2 separate regions of the Rattus norvegicus genome follow, and region 2 is linked to region 1. The links are chromatin contacts, called in public Hi-C maps. All regions are on one chromosome and are shown on one strand. The core of a region is the stretch at or near the end of the contact, and the rest is flanking DNA. Distances in the headings are between cores, read along the strand shown.

Region 1 (6,188 bases), core at 2,043-4,542:
CATTGGCAAGCTTCAGCAGTCTGTAGGTATTTTCTCGGTCCAGGTTCAACTGGAAATCATGGGACTCATCAAAGGCCACTATGACCGATTTTTGGGTGATGCGGGTCAGGACCCCAGTGGCCAGTTGGCTGCTTTCATTAGTATCATACAGACCCACGATATCACCTGTAAAAACGAACCCAGCTAACTATTATGGTATGTGATCATTTCCAGTATATTTCAAATTATCATGCGTCCATTTATTTAATCTGTGTGTTATGGTGCACATGTATGGGTCAGAAGACAACTTGTGGCAACTGTTCCCTCCATGTGGATCCTGGGTACTGTATTCAGGTTGTCAATCAAGCCTGGTGACAAGCACGTTTTCTCCCTGAAGCTAACTCATATGTACGGTATGAGTTTCACCTGTGCCTTGAATCTCCCCGACTCAAGAAAAACAAAAGGATAGGACAGGAATGCTCCTGGGGCAGAAGCTGAGCTGCGTGTCAGGGTCCCCACAATCCACTCTGTGAAGGCTCCCTCATCTCAAGAAGGCTACTTCTGAGTGACGACTGAGCCTTGAGACTGTCCTTCAGTCTTGATTTGGTCAGGCCAGGTTCCTGTTTCCACCAGCACCCGTCATTCTCACACTGCAGTCACTCCACACGAGTTCGGAGAAGACACTGTGCATCCTCCATCCTGCTCCCTCACACCTGACAGCCGCAGGCCCTCTGGCTCCCATTTGCCCAGGGTGCAGACCGAACGTAGCTCCTTTAATAAGGTTAAGACATCAAGTTCTCCTTGGTCTGACACCCGCCAGCAGCTTCTCTTATCCCACTCCCCTCGTCTGAAAACTGAAAACTGGTGGGACAAGGGTCTATGATGTCAACGTAATCAAAAGCTGCCACTCAAAACAGACTGCCACAGGCAGTACTGCTGGCTCGCAGTGTTCAGGGCTGAGGCCAACTTATATACCTTGTGTGTGGTCAAAAAGCCCCAGAGTGCAGTGCAATGGCCAGAGTGCTTGCTCAGCATGCCAGAGGCCTTGGGCTCTATCCCAGGCACTGCAAGGAGAAAGCTGCCAAACCGGGCAACCAAAAAGCAGTGTATTAGCAGCCAGATGTAGGGCTGGGGATTTAGCTCAGTGGTAGAGCGCTTACCTAGGAAGCGCAAGGCCCTGGGTTCGGTCCCCAGCTCCGAAAAAAAGAACCAAAAAAAAAAAAAAAAAAAAGAAAAGCAGCCAGATGTGGTAGTGCATACTTGCCATCCCAGAACTCAACAGGCAGAGACAGAAAGCTCACTGCAACTTCTAGTGCAGCCTGGTCTACATAGGAAGTTCCAGATGGGGCTGGAGAGATGGCTCAGTGGTTAAGAGCACTGACTGCTCTTCCAGAAGTTCTGAGTTCAAATCCTAGCAATGACATGGTGGCTCATCTGTAACAAGATCTGATGCCCTCTTCTGGTGTGTCTAAAGACAGCTACTGTGTGTGTGTGTGTGTGTGTGTGTGTGTGTGTGTGTGTGTGTGTGTGTAAAATATATCTTAAAAAAAAAAAGTTCCAGATGGACCAGAGCTATACAATTAGTCACATTCCTGTCTCCAAAAACCAACAAAAAGTCAGGTATGCTGGTGTAGACCTATAATCCCAGCACCTGGAAGGTAGTGACAGGAAGATTAGGAATTCAAGGCTCCAAGTCATCGTCTGCCAACACAGGAAATTTCAGACCCTGACTCAAAACAACAACAAAACAGGCCATGCTGACCATCAGATTTGTACATAGAAGGTTTTTACTGCAGAGCCTCAGACCATCTGGGTCAGTCCTTCAGCCCTTGAGAGAGCACAAGCCCTCATCTGACCACCAGCAATGGTCAATACAAAACTATACCGAACACCTACCAGAGGTGAAGCTGTTGCTGGGAAGCACCACTGCAGGCCCAAACTTCCTGGGCTCAAAGGTGACCAGCCGCTGTCCATACAACCCAGTGCGCTGGCCCGATACCTGAAGCTTCAGCAAACACACCCCTCGGCTCTGAAGCTCTTTCAGAGAACTGTGTTCCTGCCAGGACCTAGAAGACACCAAGGATAGTGGCTTCACTGCTTGTGCCTGCACAGGCGGGAAAGGAGTTCTGCTTACAGGCATCAGGTATGCATGCCCCAGAGGAACTCCGGATCTGCTCTGCTCCAGTCCAACCTCTCCCACAGCTCCCAGGACAGGTACTGCCTAACTTGCTCCAGGTCAGCCAACTGAGTCTTATCGTGTCTCTTTGCCATCTGTCATCAAGTCTTTTGGGGGCCCTCCCATTACACCTGACTCCCTCTCTACTTCTTACCACCAACACTCTAACTGTGGTTCAAGGCCCTAGTCTGACTTGAAGCAGATCCCTTCACTCTCACAGCAAGCATGTGGTGTGGGAATCACATGCCTTCACAGAGAGTATAGGAAATTTTAGTGCATAATCTCATAGTCACACAGCCCAAGCAGCAAAAACTCTCACTTATCATGACTGACAGACTCTCAACTAATCAATGGTTGCAGGTGTAATCATACAGACTGGCTTCAAGTCCTGCCTCCACATGGGTTACCCTGGGCCAGTTACTTCACCAGCCTTTGTCTATCCTTAGGGAAATACATCCCAGGGATTGCACTGTGGGATACAGAAGTGGTGGCTCTGTCTGTTGCAGGCTGTAGATATTCCCCTGAAAGACGATGGCTCTTCAGAAATGTTCAGCCACCATACATAACACAGGCTTCATTGACTTTCCTTTAGGAGGCTGTTCAGACAGACAGACAGACAGACAGACAGACAGACAGACACACACACACACACACACACACACACACACACACACACACACGAGTGGGGTGGGTTTCACTTCAGGATCTCCTATAGCCCGGGTTGACTTCAAACTGACTACGTAGGCAAAGATGACCTTGAACTCCCAATCCTTTTGCCTCGACGCCCCGAAGTGACGACGCTATGCGGTCTTGCAGTCTTCTCCAAGGGCCGACTCCGTGTGCTGCCCATTGACCCAGCGAATACTAGCCGGCTCCAGGCGGTGACTAAGGAGAGCTACAGAGACCCTGGGACCCGCGGCCAAACCTACCTGCGCTCCTCCACCTCGGCGTCCCGCTCTAGCTCCAACAGCTGTAGCTGCTGGGCCACAAAACTCTCCACGGTGGACGAGTCCATCTGCTCCGTGGTGCAGCCCCTGACTGATGCTTCCTGCTCGGCCATTGGGACCCGTGTTCCTGTCGGACCGCGTTCCCCACCGGACCATAGTCCGCAAAGGACCTGCGCTGCCAGCCAGGGTACTGATTTCCGACCGGCCCGTTTCCTGTACTCTCTGCCAAGCCAGTGACTTGAAGCAGATCTGCAGTAGGATCCCTGTTTCCCTCCTCCAGGTGTTCCCTACTGGGCTTGTGCGTTGACGCACAAAGTTCGCGCCGCTTCCGGTTCCGGTTGCTACTGTGGAAAAATGGCGGCTGCCATAGCGGCCTCCGTATTGCCGGGCTTTTTCGGGCGGCTGGTGTCTGTGTGTAGGCGTAGCATCTTGGCATCCCAGGGACCCGGACCTGGTGAGACCAGGGAGGCCTGGTGTGGGAGGAAACTAGCGGTGCTTCTGCCGACTGCCGCATGTGTGTCTGAGTTCGCCTTGGTACCTGGTGTGTTGGTTGCGAGCGTCGTGAATATTGCACTGGGTTTGGAGTATGAGAACGTGGTTCCTTCAGTTCATTGGTTAATACTGACAAGTGCTCTTAAACTTATGTTTAGGTCCCATAATAAAGACACACAAATGGGCCTAGAGAAGTGACCTACCCAGGGTCATACATACGTAGAGATGCAACTTAGAAGCTGCTAAGTAGAGCCTGAATGTGGACCATTGTCCTCGGGCTGCTAGCCACCCTCGGATCAGAAAAAAAATGATGTTGAAAAAAGGAGTGAGTGATTTTAATGTTAGGACCTTAGACCATGGAATGAACTATCTTGAAACATAACTAGTAACTAAGCAGTGTACTCTTGACCCAGACCTTTTGGTTTGTGTATGTATTATGTGTATGTACGTTTGTAGGTGGGTGCACATGCTGGTGTGGAGAGCAGATGATGTCAGGTGGCCACTATTGTCTAATACCTTTTCGTTTCCTTTTTAAAAAAGATTTATTGGGATGTTTGTTTGTGTGGCGGTAGGGGCGTGTCTTTTCTGTGCACTTGAGTGAAGGTGCTTTTGGAGTCCAGAAGAGGAGTTCAGATGTTAATCCATAGATGCCAGGAGAAAGACCACCAACTCAAATCATCATGGCCAAATTAATTAAAGCATGCTTTTTCACTCGGGTACACAGGCTTCCTCTGCCTAAGGCAGGGTTCAGGAGGTCAGCATTGGACATGGATGAAATAAGGTTTCTATAGTTCAGGAGTAGAAGGTTTCCAAGTGAGGGGTGGGGTTACAGAAGCAGAACATAGCGTAACAAATTGGTTATAATAACCTTCTGAAGCAAAGGTGCCCTTGCAAGGTGGTCATAACAACAGGTAGTCATAATAACTTTGAAACAAGGGTATGGTTGCTGTTTTCTGGAACAGGCAGTGTAAAGCCATTTGTAGTTAAGGTGGGGCATAACCCAATCCTTGAGAAACAGATTTAATCATAAACAGGAATGAACCTAGTTTTTCCTTCCTATAAGATGGCTTTCTGGCTTAAGATGGAAGCAGGCTGGTTCATCACAGATCCCTGGAGCTGGAGTTGCAGGAACTCTTGGCCTTTCATGTGGGTGCTAGGAACCAAACTTTATCCTCTATAAGAACAGCAGTTACTCTTAACCACTAACCCATCTCTCCAGCCCCTCTCCACCTGATTTCTACAAGTTTCTCGGTGAACCTGGAGCTGGCTATTTGGTTAGACTGGTAATCCACAAGCTCCCAAGATCTCTCTCTTTTTTTAAAAAAAAGATTTATTCATTTATTATATATAAGTACACTGTAGCTGTCTTCAGATACACCAGAAGAGAGCATCGGATCTCTTTACAGATGGTTGTGAGCCACCATGTGGTTGCTGGGAATTGAACTCAGGACCTCTGGAAGAGTAGTCGGGTGCTCTTAACCGCTGAGCCATCTCTCCAGCCCCCAAGATCTCTGTCTCTACTCCCCAGTCTGGTAACAGAAGGGCAGTGCTGTGCCGGCTTTTTATTTTTAATGCTGGTGACCTTAACTCAGGCTCTCACATGTGTATAGCAGGCACTTTACCCATGGAGCAATCCCCAGTCCTCACCTGGACTTTTTTCAGAGGCAGGTTGTCATACAGTAGGTGAAATTATTTACCAGCAACAGATCTGTGCATATCATCATAGTAACTACCCACCATGTTTCTCTTGTTTTTACAGCCTCTCTCTGGTCTGCTTCTCGAAGGTTCAATTCACAGAGTGCTTCATATCCACAAGGGTAAAATACCAAAATGTGGGTCTGGTGATTTTTCCATTTATCTGTAAATGTTACCTTCAAGTTAAAACATCTACATTTGAGGCTGGGTGTCATAGCAGACTTGGTGGAAAGTCTTTAACTCCAGCACTTAGGAGGCAGAGGCAAAGGCAGATGAACAGCCAGGGCTACACAGAAAAACCTGGTTATTAAAACAAAATAACAAATTTCTCTACACAGCTCAGTGATAGCCTGTTTGGCCAACATACTTGAAACCTTGAGTTCCACCTTCAGCATAAATATGTATACATACATCATACATGCACACATACAATTCTGTCCTCAACAGAAATAATGCATGTGTGTGTGTGCATAGATTACATATATGTATACCTCCCAGAACAGCATCTGACAAGCAGATGGTTTGGCCAAAATATATCAGTATCCTCACTGTGTGGATAGTCTCAGCAGCAGAAGCCTTTTTGATTCTCAGAAGGAAAATTACAAAACAGAGTCTGAAAACATGAAAAAACCCCAAGTGGCACTTCACTGAGTGCCTGTTCTTCCAGTTCTCCTGTGACAGGTCCAGCCCTCCTTCCTGGCTTCATTTTCCCAGCTGCCCCTTTGTATTGTCTTCATCTGGCTCTGTCGTGTCCAGTCACTGGACCTAACGGCACCCAGGACAGAGCCTCTAGAGAATCCTGGTCCCTCAAGGCCACTGCCTGGCCGTGGACCATGGAGTTTATGTTCCTAGGGACTCTTGAGAACTGGTATGGTGAAGGTGTCTATCATTGCATAGAT
Region 2 (6,574 bases), core at 1,024-3,523, 54 kb after region 1:
TCAGATCAGCCTTTGTAACCTCCTCCCCAAAATAAAACACACGCACACACACACACACACCACAGAAAAAAAAATCTCATAGTGTAAGCTGTACTGTGCCACAGTGTGTCCCACAGTATACCGCTCTGTCCACACGTGTTCACTTGCAAATGTCCATTACAAATGAGTCATCCGTGTGGTTGGAAGTCTCTGGCTTCTGTGACACCATCAGAATTGGATCCTCACTGGGACTCCTCTGGGTTATCCTGTTGCCTTGTGTCATGGCGATTCTGCAGCTTTGGGTCAGCGAATCGGCTCTTCCATGAATCCCAGTGATTCGCCGATGACATGGATTTGGGGTGGGTCAATTCAGAGCCCTGGATCTGGGCCTGGGTGGTAGTTGAGCTGGACAGCACCCTGACTCTTCCTTATCTGCACCACTAGGATGAGTTCTGTTTGAACTAGGCCATCCAATGCCACCATCAGCAGGAGGCAGTTATGTCCTCAGTCTGGTTCACCCACACCCATGCCTCCAGTGCCAGCTCCACTGTGCTGCCCAGTCAAGGCGCAGGGCCCACTTTCCCCACTGCTTCAGCCAGTGAGGGGGCAGGGCCAGCTCTTCTGCTCTCGCACTCTCAGGGCTGGCTAACCTGTACCTTTGCCATCAGGGCCAGCTCCACCATCAGGGCCAGCTCCACTGAGTTGCCCAGGCAAGGTGCAGGGCCCTCTCTCTGAGTACTATAGCCAGTGAAGGGGCAGGGCTAGGTCTCCCACTCTCGTGTCCTAGGGGCCAACCAACTCTTGACTGAGAAGATGGCAAAGGGAAGGGGAGGCATCACCCCTGCACCCCCACCACCTCACAGCAGACAAGTGGCAGAGCCTGCTCTCCCTCGCTCTTGCCCTCAGGGTTGGAGCACCCGCAGCCTCTTGACCAGGGCCAGCCCTACTGTGCTGCCCAGGCGAGGGGCAGGACCAGCTCATCTGTTCACACAACCCTGTAGTCTACTCTCCTGACTGCCACAGGTGGCAAGAGGGAGGGAAAGCATCACCTCCACAAGCTCACCTGTGCCCCACCACCAAGGTCATCTCCTCCACACTGTCCAGGTGAGGGGCAGGGCCTGCTCTCCTGTGCCCTGTGGGCAGCTTTCTGGACTGCTAGAGTGCTGCAGCCAGTGAGAGGGCAGGGCCAGTTCTGCACAGCCCTTGGACAGTCATATAGTCCCTGATGGCTGCCCCAGATAGAGTCTTCCCCACATTCTCTGGTGGTAATATGAGCCAAGGACACCTACACCGACCCCTGCCACTGGGTAGCCATTGACTCAGACTTGGCCCTTAGCAGCAGCTCAGGCTGGGACCTCATCATAGCGCCAGGTGGCGGGGCTGACCACTCACAGCGGCTGTTCCTCTCCACCCCGAGTCTCCAGTTCCATCTCTCTTCACAATGCTCGAGCTGCTCCACTTTCTTCCACTACCATCTGACCGCCCGTTCTTGCTCACTGTGGTGGCTCTTATGGTGACAGGCCAGTCATGCAGCTGATTGGTCCCTAGGTGACATCCTCAGTCTGCTCTGTGTGAAGTGGCAGCAGATGGGTGTCTTTTTTTTTTTTTGGTTCTTTTCTTCGGAGCTGGGGACCGAACCCAGGGCCTTGCGCTTCCTAGGCAAGCGCTCTACCACTGAGCTAAATCCCCAACCCCAGCAGATGGGTGTCTTACAGCCCTGCTGTGCTGTGTGCCAGAGGGCAGTTCTGTGGGTGGCATCATGGTCTGCGGATCTCTGTCTTCCTCCTCCCTCGTTACACCGTGTGGTAATAGGCAGGGCTCTGTGTGCCTTTGGTCTGCCTGTGCCATGGGGCAGAGGGCAGTTCTATGGGCATTTCCCCTGCCCGCACTGTGTGGCATAGCAGGATACAGGTCTCTGTCTGTCTTCCTCCTCGCTTGCTGGGCTGCCTGAATTTGATTTGATTTTTATGAGTCCTAGGCATAAGTAGCTTTGGCCACCGAGCCAGGCACCAAGCTAGGATGGACAGTGGATGGCCACCTGCGCCTACCTGAAAAGTAGGGAGCTGTAGGTAGCAGTTTCTGCCAGGTGTGGGGTGTGGTCTCCTGGGCAGGAAGAGAATGGCAAGGCCAGTGTGCAACCCGACCAGCAGGTGTAGTTGAGTCTGGCCAGGTATCTCAGAGAGTAGCGTGTGTAACAAAACATGACCTCAATCCAGCTCAGTCTCCCACAGCAGGGCACCTAAGTCCAACTGGGCAAACCAATGATTGGGGGTGGGTTATTTACAGGAATATAGGGGAGGGCGGTTCCTTACAGGAGCAGGAGTGGTTTAAAGACAGCTGCCTCCAAGGCCCGCCCCCAGTGTGGGTGACAGCTCACAAAGCTGGGAACTTTGGAGCGCACTGCACACTACTGGCAGCTCACGGGTTGTAGAGTGTCCTCTCCAGGTGCCTTGGTTGGTCTAAACCTCTCTCAATTAGCTCGGCTGGTTTCTGCTTCTTTAAGGCAGTTGGTCTGAAGAGATGTTTGAAGCTTGTCTTGTCTTACTAGCAGCTCTATTGTTGGGCTAGTCCCACAGGCACTCTCAGCTTTTATTGCTTTCTCCGGCAGAAAGAGGCCTAGTGGATCTGCTTAGTTTCAGGGACTTCCTGGAGGTGTTTACCTGTCTGCATCAGGAGCCTCTCTACAGGATGGAATGCTTTGGAGGAAGCTGTTACACAAGAAGTGGGCATGGGATGGGGGAGGTGGGCTTGGGTTGCTGCAGCTGCATTCTCCTTCCTCCTGTCTCTACTTGCAGCCTTCATCTCCTGCAGGAGTCTATTGTGCTGTATGTGGGTGGAGCAAGTGCTTCCCATCACAGGAAGCCAAGCAGGGGCACCCAGACTTCTTAGCAGCTATGAGAGCTCTGGCTTGTTGAGCAAACAGCTGTGCTGGGTACATTCAGAGCTGTGGGGGAGATCTCGGATGTGTACAGAAAAAGAGCCCAGAGGATGGAACTTTGTGTGGTCACTGCCCACCTTTCCTGGCTCTCACAGAAACTAACCACTCTTCCCCACCCAACTCCTAGGTGCCATGAAATCTGCAAGTGTGGGGTGTGTGTGTGTGTGTGTGTGTGTGTGTGTGTGTGTGTGTGTGTGTGTGTGTAATTGCCTCTGTGTGTATTTGTATTGTGTGGTGGAGGATGTGGGAGGGGTTCGTGTAGGTCAGAGGCCAACCTTGGTTGTCATTCCTTGCACAATCCACCTTTTTTTTTTTTTTTTGAGTCAGGGTTAGCCTGGGCAGATTCCTTGGTGAGACAGGCTGGCCAGTGAGCCCCAGGGATCTTCCTGTGTTTGCCTCTCCAGTGCTGGGATTACATATGTGCCCCACCATACCTGGCTTTTGTAGATTGAGCTCGGATTTTCGTTCTGTGCAGCAAGGGAAGCACCTTACTGCCTGAGCTGTGTGCAGATTCCACCACGGTAGGGGATCCCTGAAAAGTTACTTAGTTCTGGAGGGTGACGTTTGTTCTGAATGAAGCCTTGGTGGGAGCAATGATGGGGTGGGCTGCTAGGGCCATCTCATTCCACACTGATGGCCCCAACTGTGTGTTTGACCAGAGAAGGATTCCATGCTTAAATGTTAAGAAGACAACATTTGTGTTCTGTGAGAGGACATTTTCTTTTTTTTTAATATTTATTTATTATATATAAATACACAGTAGCTGTCTTCAGACACACCAAAAGAGGCCATCAGATCCCATTACAGATAGTTGTGAGCCACCATGTGGGTGCTGGGAATTGAACTCAGGGCCTCTGGAAGAGCAGTTAGTGCTCTTAACCACTGAGCCATCTCTCCAGCCCAAGAGGACATTTTCTTTTCTTTCTTTCTCCATTTTCCCCTTTGTGAATGTGTGTGTGTGTTCATATATATGCATGTGTGTGCCTGCATATGTGTGCATGTGTAAATGGAGGTCAGAGGTCATCTGTCTTGGCAGCAGTCCTTTCTCTTTCCACTTAAAAATTTTAGTTTATTACTGTATGTACATGACATGTGTGAGAGAGAGTCAGGGAGAACACTCACCACAGTTGTGGAGCACAGAGGATAGCTTTTGGAGTCAGTCCTTTCCTTTCACCTTTAATTAAAAGAAATTTAGTTGTGTGTGTGTGTGTGTGTGTGTGTGTGTGTATGTGTGTGTGTGTGTGTGTGTGTGTGTGTGTGTGTGCATGTTCCCATGTGGGCACATGAGTGCAAGTGTCCTCAGAGAGCAGAGGCAATGGATCCACCTGGAGCTGGAGTTCTGGAGTTTAGGCTGATGTGAACCAGTGATGTGGGTCTAAGCACAGAACTCTGGTTCTCTTTGAGAATGGAGTGCACTCTTAGTCTGGGAGCCCCCTGCAGCTCACACATTGTCTCAGAGTCCCCCCCTGCAGCCCACACCTTGTCTCAGAGTCCCCCCTGCAGCCCACACCTTGTCTCAGAGTCCCCCCTGCACCCCACACCTTGTCTCAGAGTCCCCCCTGCACCCCACACCTTGTCTCAGAGTCCCCCCTGCACCCCACACCTTGGTTTTGAGACAGGGTCTCTCACTCTGCTGCTGGACTGTAGATTCCACACTAGCTGTGCGGTGAGCTTAAGGGCAGTTCTGTTTCTGTCCTGCTTCTTGCTGAAGGAGTGCTCATCTTCCTTTTTACTGAGCTCTGGGCATTGAGCTGAGGTCATTAGGTATCCAAGGCCCTCGCCTTGGCTTTGAGATAGGGTCAGTCACCAGTCCCAAGGATCCACTGTCTCTGCTTCCCCAGCACCAAGATTGCAAGTGTGCTCCGCCACACCCAGATTTTATATGGGATCAGGACCCAACTCAGGCTGTCTTGTTCAAACACTTCACCAACTGAACCACTTCCCAGTTCTCTTTTCTTTGTTTTTTTGTTAGGAGACAGTTTCTTACTTCTGTAGGTTTCACAGCAAACCTCCTGCCTCAGCCACTCAGAGTCAGGGATTAAAGATGTGAACTACTTTGCCCAGCTGAGACAGCTTGTTTTCCCAAGTGATATATTCTAGCAGGGCATGGTGGTGTCCCCACTTTCAATCCCAGTACTGAGGAGGAAGAGGCAGGCGAATCTCTGGGAGTTCAGGATCATTCTGGTTTAGAGAGCGAGTTCCAGGATAGCTGGGGCTACATACAAAGACACTGACTCAAAATACAAGACAAAAACAAAAAAAATAGATTTATGCATCAATTTTCAATTTTATTTTATTTTTAAGTGTTTGGGTATATTGTCCGTATGCATGTCAATGCACCATGTGAGTGTCTGGTGGCCAGGGAGGCCAGAAGAGGGCATCACATCCTCAGGGACTGGGGTTACAGATGGTTGTGAGCTGCCTCGTGGGTGCTGGGAATCTGACCTGGCTCATTTAGAAGAGTAGGCCGTGGCTGCCCAGCCACCTATGAGGAGAAGCTCAGTTTTAATTTTTATTCATTTATTTGTGTATGTAAAAAGTGTGTGTGTGTGTGTGTGTGTGTGTGTGTGTGTGTGTATGTGTGTACCACATAAGTGCAGTGTCCATAGAGGTCAGAAGAGGCCATCAAATATCCAGGAACCATAAATACAGTGGTTGTGAGTGGCTTAACACGGGTTCTGGGAACTGAACTTGGATCTTCTGGGAGAGCACTCTTGATGACTGAGCCTTTTCTCCAGCCTCAGCTGGTTTTATATCAGCTTGACACAGGCTATTGTCAGACATTGAGCTGTAAGGTATTTTCCTAATAGTCATTTATGGGGGAGGGCCAGCCCCTGCCCATTGTGGGTGGGGCCATCCTTGGGCTGATAGTCCTGGGTTTTATAAGAAACCATGTGATGCAAGCCATGGGGAGGAAACAGGTAAGCAGCACCCACTATGGCCTCTGCCTCAGCTTCTGCCTCTAGGTTCCTGCCCTGCTTGGAGTTCCCGTCCCGACTTCCTTTGATGATGTTGTGATACACAGAGAGTCTTGTGCCAAATAAACCTTTTCCTCCCCAGCTTGGTTTGGTCATGGTGTTTCATTGAAGCAGTAGAATCCTAAGACAATGGATAATTACATAAGTGATTCACCCATCTAAAGTCTGTGTTTGGGTGATTTTTGATTTATGCTTAGCAACATTGCCATAGTGTAGCATTCTAATCAGTTTGGGACCATTTTTATCAGCTCCCCCATATATTCCTTCTCCAAGCTCCCCATGATCCCTGGCCACTCTGATCTTTCCATCTCTGTAGGTTTTTTCCTGTTCTGGACACGTCATGTAAATGGAGTGAGATGACATTTGTCTTCCTTGGCTTCCTGTCATGCTCGTTTGGTTTGGTTTGGTTTGGTTTGGTTTGGTTCGGTTCGGTTCGGTTCGGTTCGGTCCGGTCCGGTCCGGTCCGGTTCGGTTTGGTGTTGTGAGACAGGGTCTCCTGTAGCTCAGGCTAGCTTCTAGCTTACTCTCTAGCCAAGGATGATTAGAACATCTGATCCTCCTGCCTCTGTCTCAAGTGCTGTGACCTCAGCAGAGTGCCATAAGCCAGTGCCTGGCTTATGCGGTGCTGGCATGGAACCCTGGGTCCTGGGTGTGCGAGGTGAACCCTCTGGCCTCTGAG

The links. Hi-C and Micro-C count contacts between places; a contact is called where the count stands out from the background.
Region 2: a Hi-C map of hepatocytes shows a contact between it and region 1, with 2.3 times the contacts expected there. The contact joins the enhancer-like site here to the promoter of Mrpl21 in region 1. A contact is called at or near these places in 3 of 12 Hi-C or Micro-C datasets (the Rat2 cell line, hepatocytes and liver).

Annotation. Positions count from the first base shown.
Region 1 is chr1:209,955,401-209,961,588 of GRCr8, forward strand. Mrpl21 (mitochondrial ribosomal protein L21) reads left to right here and starts at 3,293. Exons shown (of 7, transcript NM_001107567.1): 1 at 3,293-3,556; 2 at 5,354-5,411. The coding sequence starts at 3,457. Ighmbp2 (immunoglobulin mu DNA binding protein 2) reads right to left here and starts at 3,170. Exons shown (of 15, transcript NM_031586.2): 1 at 3,085-3,170; 2 at 1,876-2,045; 3 at 1-165. The coding sequence starts at 3,170.
Region 2 is chr1:210,010,483-210,017,056 of GRCr8, forward strand. All of the region lies in intron 1 of Cpt1a (carnitine palmitoyltransferase 1A), which reads left to right. Among named protein-coding and RNA genes, the nearest start is that of Cpt1a, 18 kb to the left of the region's middle. Within about 2 kb of position 2,274, at least 6 of the 93 cell types and tissues checked have an H3K27ac peak or open chromatin away from gene starts, as enhancers often do. A contact at or near this core is called in hepatocytes and liver, where this site is marked.